Regions from separate parts of the Mus musculus genome. Here region 2 is linked to region 1. The links are chromatin contacts, called in public promoter capture Hi-C maps. All regions are on one chromosome and are shown on one strand. Each heading gives the region's core, a stretch centred on a gene start, on an enhancer-like site or on the middle of the called end of the contact. The rest is flanking DNA. Distances are from core to core; before and after follow the strand shown. Region 1 overlaps Bphl (biphenyl hydrolase-like (serine hydrolase, breast epithelial mucin-associated antigen)). Region 2 has its middle 36 kb from the start of Eci2.

Region 1 (3,339 bases), core at 373-2,872:
AGCTGTTCTGCCTGCAGCAGTGAGGGTGACAGTCCCTATCTTTGGAGTCCTCCTGCCCCGACCCTAGTCTCAGGGCCCCTGCCTAGCCAGACCTCCCTCCTGGCTTCTTGCCTGTCTTGTCTGCCATCCTCTGGGTGGACACTTCCCATTAGAGCCAGCCCAGCAGCTATCTGGAAATCTTGTCAAGTGTTAATTGGCACCCATCATATCTAGAGCTGGTGTGAAGAGGCTCTTGGAGGCAACAGAGCTGGACTAACTGGAGAGAATGTGAGTCCACAGCAAGGTCAAGCCACTGTGCTGTGAAACAGCTAGCTGGGCTGCTTCAGTGAAGTTAGAGTTTCTGTCTTAGCTGTCCTCTCAGAAAGACTTTCAGCTCTACAGTAATATCAGAGCATCCCTAGGCTTTCCATGTTACAACCATAGGCTTTCCATGTTCAGTTCAGAGTTCACTAAACTACATGAAGCTCTCACTCAGCACTTTATTATGAACTAGGGTCTGTGACATAGGAGATGATTTTACCCAGCTATACGCTGATGTAAACATTCTAAGCATCGTTAGGGTAGGCAAAGCTAAGCTGTGGTCTGTGGTGTTTAGCAATATAGATATATTAGGTGCATTTTTGTTGTTGTTTTGGGTTTTTTGTTTGGCTGGTTTTTTTTTTCTTTTGTTTTTCCAGACCAGGTTTCTCTATGAAGCTCTGGCTATCTTGGAGCTTTCTCTGTAGACCAGCCTGACCTTGAACTCAGAAATCTACCTGCCTCTGCCTCCCCAAGTGCTGGGATTAAAGGTATGTACCACCACTGTCCAGCAGATACATTTTTAATTTATGGTATTTCATTTTAATTTTTTTCTACATTGCTGGGGATAAGGTCAGGACATTCTATCACTAAGCAACACCCCCAGCCTCAATATTGTCAACATATGTCAGCTTTATGAAGACAGGACTCTATTACAACACAAACATTGATCCTCTCTAGTTCTAAGTCCAGGAAGGGGCTATTGACAGAATCCTTGCTCCCCTGCTCAGAGACAATCTTTCATCTGGTCCTATGACCCACTTTGCCTTTTTTATAAGGTCATTAGTCATAACGGATCAGGATATAACCATCTTTTGAACAAAGTCATGCCTTTAGAGATACTGAGATTTTCAGCATGTGAAGGGGATGGGGATCATTCCATAAGTGGTTTTGAGGAGGCTTCAGATATCAGGAATTAACAAAAACCAGAATCTGCATTTCAGCTCCAGCGGCAAACCTCCATGCCCCTTACTCCTTCCTGCTTGTCCAGTACCCTTATCCTTCACGTCATAGCTCAGCATCTCCCCCTCGGGGAAGCTTCCTTACCCCCACAGTCACATGATTCCTTATTCATACCTTTTTAAACAACGCTCAGCATGTGATTTGATTTTTATCCCATTGAATAGCTCTCTCAGATCTAATCTAGCATATTTTAAAGCCTCTGTTGGGGGAGGGAGAACGTAGAAAGAGAGAAAGGCAGAAAGCATGTGCAAAGCAGGAGCAGTCACACAGGTGACTTTGCAGTGGCCCAGGCACATGGTCAGGCAGGCCTGGGAGCAAGGCAAGCAGGAGAGAACAGGGGTAAAATCAATGTTTACAGAAGGACACTGCAGGGTTGTATCAGCCAAAGGGAGAACCTAAGGGAGAAATCTCTGGGGATAAAAGGGTGCTGAGTAGCATTTGTGACATTGGAACTAAGAGCACTGGAGTGCCATTTGACTGTGTGCCCTAGAGCATTCATTGCACATGACATCTCTCTTGTTTTCTGGTGTGTAAAACATGGGTGCTAGCTTCTCTAGCTGACCTTCAACAGATTGAACCAGCTCTACTCACACGAGGGAGGGCAATAATCACCTTACTCAGTCTATGGATTCAGGTTTTAATATCATCCTCAAACACACTCAGGCACAACCACAATAACATCCAGTTAAACACCTGAGCACCCTGAGACCCAGTCAAATTGATATGTGACGTTAACCATAGCTATGGGGAAGGGCTGATAGGCCTTTGCTCCCCTCCAGAGTTCTTGATCTTGAGGAGGCTTTCCTGGAGGTTAGAGGAGTTATGTAGCAGGAGTGGCCATCTGGGTAGGGGGTGGGCTAGTTACTGTCTTCTGGTCTGGGTCACTGAAGGGAGGGAAGCCCTCTTTCTGCTGCTTCTTTGGTTCTCCAAGTCTAGCCGCCAATGGGAGATGGTTAGACTTGCTAGATGCTCCCAGCTTGCTGGAGCAGTGTGAACTGGAGCATGAAGGTGGAGCCGGTTCACACTTTACTCAGCCAGATAGCAAAATAAGACCTAGGTTCTGATGGAGGGAGAGTCTGATGGAAGGCACCTGCTGCAGCCCGTGCCTGTATACCTCACCCTGCTGGGCGTTCCCAACCTCCCCACTCCCCGCCCCCATGACCTGATGACTTCTCTGTAAATGTTCATGGCTTTTCTATGCCCTCACAAGCTCTGAAATAATGGCAAGGAGACCTGGTATATTTATTAATAAGCATCTCATACTATAGCTGGGTAGGGTTCTCATCTGTTCTAACCCGACCATGCTGGCCTGGCCTATTTCCAGCAACATCCAAGCCATGTGGTGTTACCTGCCATTACCTGCCATTGTCATGTCTCTCTGGCTGCTCCTGCTCCAGCTGTCCTCTCCATTGTCTCCTGGTACCTCATTCCTCCACTCTCTCTCCCTCCTTTTTCCACCCAGGACCTCTTCACTGGAAGCCCTGCCCCCTTCTTTCCTGCCCAGCCAGTGACTGATCAGCTCTGTATTAACCAACCAGAGGTGATGGAAAACAGTTTTTACACAACACTGAGACAGGAGATCTCTGGGCACAGTTATCCGCATCTGAACACAAGCGTAAAACATTCCCCGACACCTCTGCCCTAGGAAGGATGGGAGAGCGATCAGCTAGAGTCCCCTGTTTGCCTCAAATAGAAATACTCCGGGCTGAGGCCTTTTTGACTCAAAAGGATCAAAGTCTGACCCTTTCCAGGCAAATCTTAAACACATTTCCTTAAGGGAAAAAAATGCCTACAGACAGTGCATATGCCTTACATGCAGTCTTTCTTTTGATCCCCACGATAGTCTCAGGGGTACCATTACTGGCATCATTTTTCAGGTGAAGAATGACAGCTGAGTGGTGGGGGAGGGGAGCTGTAGCTGCCAGTGCAGAGGTCATGCTGCTTCCATAAAGCCCTTCACCCACTGATGACCTCCATAGTGTATGTCCATTTTGGTAGCCCCAGTCGTCAGATCCCTGGAGTCTTGACAGGTTCATCCTCCGCACACCACAGTAGATAATTAACCCTGCAGAGCTGGTA
Region 2 (3,339 bases), core at 256-2,755, 960 kb after region 1:
TCTCAGTGCTGACATTTTATCTGGTTCAAATCTGTGCAGGTTTTGGTGTGTTGCCCCAATCTCTGTTCCTTCATGTGTACATCAATGCTGTTGAACCTGAAAGATGCAGTTCTTGGAGTCATCTGCCACCTCTGGCTCTTACACTCTTTCTGTCTCCTCTTCACTTGGATCAGTGGTTTTAACCTATGGGTCCCGACCCCTTCGGGAGTTGCCTATCAGATATCCTGCTTATCAGATATTTCCGTTACGATCTATAACACTAGCAAAATTAATTATGAAGTAGGGACAAAATAATTATAAGCGTGGTGGGTCACCACAACATGAGAAACTATATTAAAAGTTTGCAGCATTATGACGGTTGAGAACCACTGTATTAGACCCTTGAACCTTGAGGGGAAGAGTTTAATAAAGACATCCCATTTGGGACTGGGTGCTCCAAAGTACCTTATTTATCTACCCATTGTGCATTTGTGGGTCTCTGTTAATTACCATTTTTTTTTTTTTTGATACGGGTTGAATGATGCTCTGATCTCTGAGGCTTTTGTTTGGCATCCTGAGTTTTTCATTTGGAATTTTATGTCAGTTTGGACTTTTTTTTTAGTGACTTTATGTCTTTATTTAATGCTACTTTCAGGTCTTGAATCGTTTCCACTGTCTTATTCAACTGTTTGTGGTTTAGTGGTTTTCACCGAGACATCTCTTCATATCATCTTGAAGGTCTTTGAACATACTCCTAATTATTATTTTTGAAGACTCTTGGGGCCTAATGCAATAGGTTTGCTGGCTTCTGGAGGAGGCATATTGTCTTGGTTGTTCATGTTTGTGTGTTTCTGGAGTTACGATGTTATAAGCATTTCTTGGTGTAGATACTGGGTCTTATCTTTGCTGGGTGAGTGTTCTGAAATTTGTGGCTGTTGCCTACTCTGTCCTGGCCAAGTGTGGCAGCTCTGGAGTCCCTGTTGCTGTTCTGCAGATTGTTGGGAGTCACAAAGGAATGGGCTAGAAGGAATAGCTGAGAGGGGTAGGTAGCAGGGAATAACTAAGGGGACCCTGGGTCCACACCAAGAGGCTGAGTCTTACCTGAGTCCCAGCCTCAGAATGGCAGCTAGGAGTCTCTGGTAGAGAGAGTTCTCCAGCTCCACAGAATCACAAAGGACTATAAGCAAAGGCTGAAAGGGGCCACCAGGAAAAACTAGGGGAAGTTTCTGAGATAGATTTTGTTTTATTAAGCAATTAGCCACCTGTTAGAGGATTTTTCAAGAGTAAAGTTCAAACGAGCCCTGGAGGCTGAAGACCTCGGGAATTTCAGTTTGAATTTAAGGTGGGCTTCTGGCAGAATTTTTTCTGACACAGGAGACTTGCCTCTGTCTTGGCTTTAATAGTTCTTTCAACTGATTAACTGAGGTTCACTCCCATTATTTACTTTCCTGGGAGTCGATGAATCTAAATTAGTGTTCACCTCATTAAAAACAACTCCACAGGGACATCCAGCATCGTGTTTGACCTAATGTTTGGATACCGTAGGCCAGTCAAGAAAATTAACCATCCCAGCAAGGTATGTAGGAGGGAAGCACCTTAGGAGGTCTGTTTTTATAGCTGTCATGGAAATGTGGGCTTCTTGTTAGACAGGAGCAGATTATCCGTACGTGGAGCCTGCGCTCTCTTCCTGCAGCCCAGCAACTGGGAGGGCTTTGTTTCATAGCTGACATCTTTGTTTTATTGTCACTAGTTGAAAACTATTCTCCATTAGTTTATGCTCAGCAATATAACACACACACACACATTTCTGCAGATATGTTTATGTTTAAATATAAATATACTTATTTGATAGGAATAAATTAAATAAAATTGTAGAGGGATTTTTTTTTTTAAATTCCATATGTGGTGGTTTAAATGTGCTTGGCCTAGAAAGTGGCACCATTAGGAGGTGTGGCCTTGTTGGAACATTTCTATAAGAGTTGAAATATTCAGTTTGGGAATTCCAAAAACATGACCTCAGGAGTATAATAATAATTAAAATCCAACTTTATTTTCTGTCCAGTGCTAACTTTAGGTCAGATAGTAAAAGGGGAAGTTTACATAAGCAAGCACACACCTACATTTATGCAGCAGCATTTTATCTCCCTGTACTGTATATCTTTGTTCATTTGCTTATACTAGACAGTGACTCTTTAACAAGGGGGAATTGCCATGAAGTGTTTATAATGAATAAGAAAGACCTGGTGCTGCCAGATTCAACAGGTCCCAAACTGAGCTCACTTTTGAGCCCAGCTCATCTTTGCTCCAACCCCGCATATGCTTAGTCATCAAGGTATACGTCTTTTGGTGGCCTTAGGAAGCCCCCTTTCTCCTATTTCCCATAGCAGGCCATAGTTCTTAGAAGAAACCACATTTATACTGAAGGTTCTGCAGGTTAACTGGCCAGGAAGTCAGAATTATGAGCAGATGGAAAGTTGCATATGGGGCCAGATATCTTCATCTCTCTTTAGCCCTCTTAATGGTCATTTGCTACCACCAACCTATGAATCAGACCTAACATCTTTGTGATGTCAAGTAAAACTTTTGGGCTGTATTGTAAATTTAGCAGACCATTAGCTTCCACCAAACCCAAGTTAAGAACGCCACAAGATGGCACCTGAAACCTACAGAAGAAATCCCTGATATTCTGTTATAACCACACCTACCTGATGTGCCCACTACGGCATCTATTACGTACATTGACTAACAACTTTCTTTAGTTCCAGGTCTATAAATGTTCAAGTTTTCTCCCTTAGTGGAGCATACCATCCAGGGCAACCTGAATCAGGGTGCCCATGCTATAGCCATCTTTGGCTCAGGATAAACCATTTCTTATTCCTGTTAGAGGACGAGCTATGTTTTTCACTGATACCGTGTCTAGCCATCAAATCCTAGGGTTCCTCCTTCATAGTTCTTGCCACTTACCCAAGCTCCTTATCACTCATGCCCTGAGTCCACAGTAACTCTGAACAAGGTCTGTCTATCTCCTAGCCAACGCTGATTCTGCCAGGCTACCCTCGAGAAATGTACATTTCATCAAGTTACTTCTTGTCATCAACCTCTTCAGTGTGGCCCAGAAGGTGCCTTGCAGCTGGTTCTTGTCTATTCCCCTTAATCTTGTCCCCATTCACATTGGCCCTTTGCTGTTGTCATATAATCAACCTGCTTTCTATAAAGTCACAGAGCTCTCACCTCCCCTCACTTACCTGGTTTCTGGCCAGATGTTTCTTAGTCTGTAGTCACCAGCTGCTGCTCTTTATTCTTCAGAGCCTGTGTTCTCTCCAACCTCTGGGTGCTGAGGCTGTGATTATGTCAGCTGTA

The links. Capture Hi-C pulls out chosen DNA fragments and counts their contacts.
Region 2: a promoter capture Hi-C map of pancreatic islet shows a contact between it and region 1. The contact joins two enhancer-like sites. A contact is called at or near these places in 1 of 115 datasets of contacts at active chromatin or transcription factors (pancreatic cancer cells) and 1 of 9 other capture datasets (pancreatic islet).

Annotation. Positions count from the first base shown.
Region 1 is chr13:34,067,354-34,070,692 of GRCm38.p6, forward strand. The region is part of intron 6 of Bphl (biphenyl hydrolase-like (serine hydrolase, breast epithelial mucin-associated antigen)); the gene reads left to right. Among named protein-coding and RNA genes, the nearest start is that of Tubb2a, 9.0 kb to the right of the region's middle. Within about 2 kb of position 1,623, at least 4 of the 459 cell types and tissues checked have an H3K27ac peak or open chromatin away from gene starts, as enhancers often do. A contact at or near this core is called in pancreatic islet, where this site is marked.
Region 2 is chr13:35,028,541-35,031,879 of GRCm38.p6, forward strand. No RefSeq gene overlaps it. Among named protein-coding and RNA genes, the nearest start is that of Eci2, 36 kb to the left of the region's middle. Within about 2 kb of position 1,506, at least 9 of the 459 cell types and tissues checked have an H3K27ac peak or open chromatin away from gene starts, as enhancers often do. A contact at or near this core is called in pancreatic islet, where this site is marked.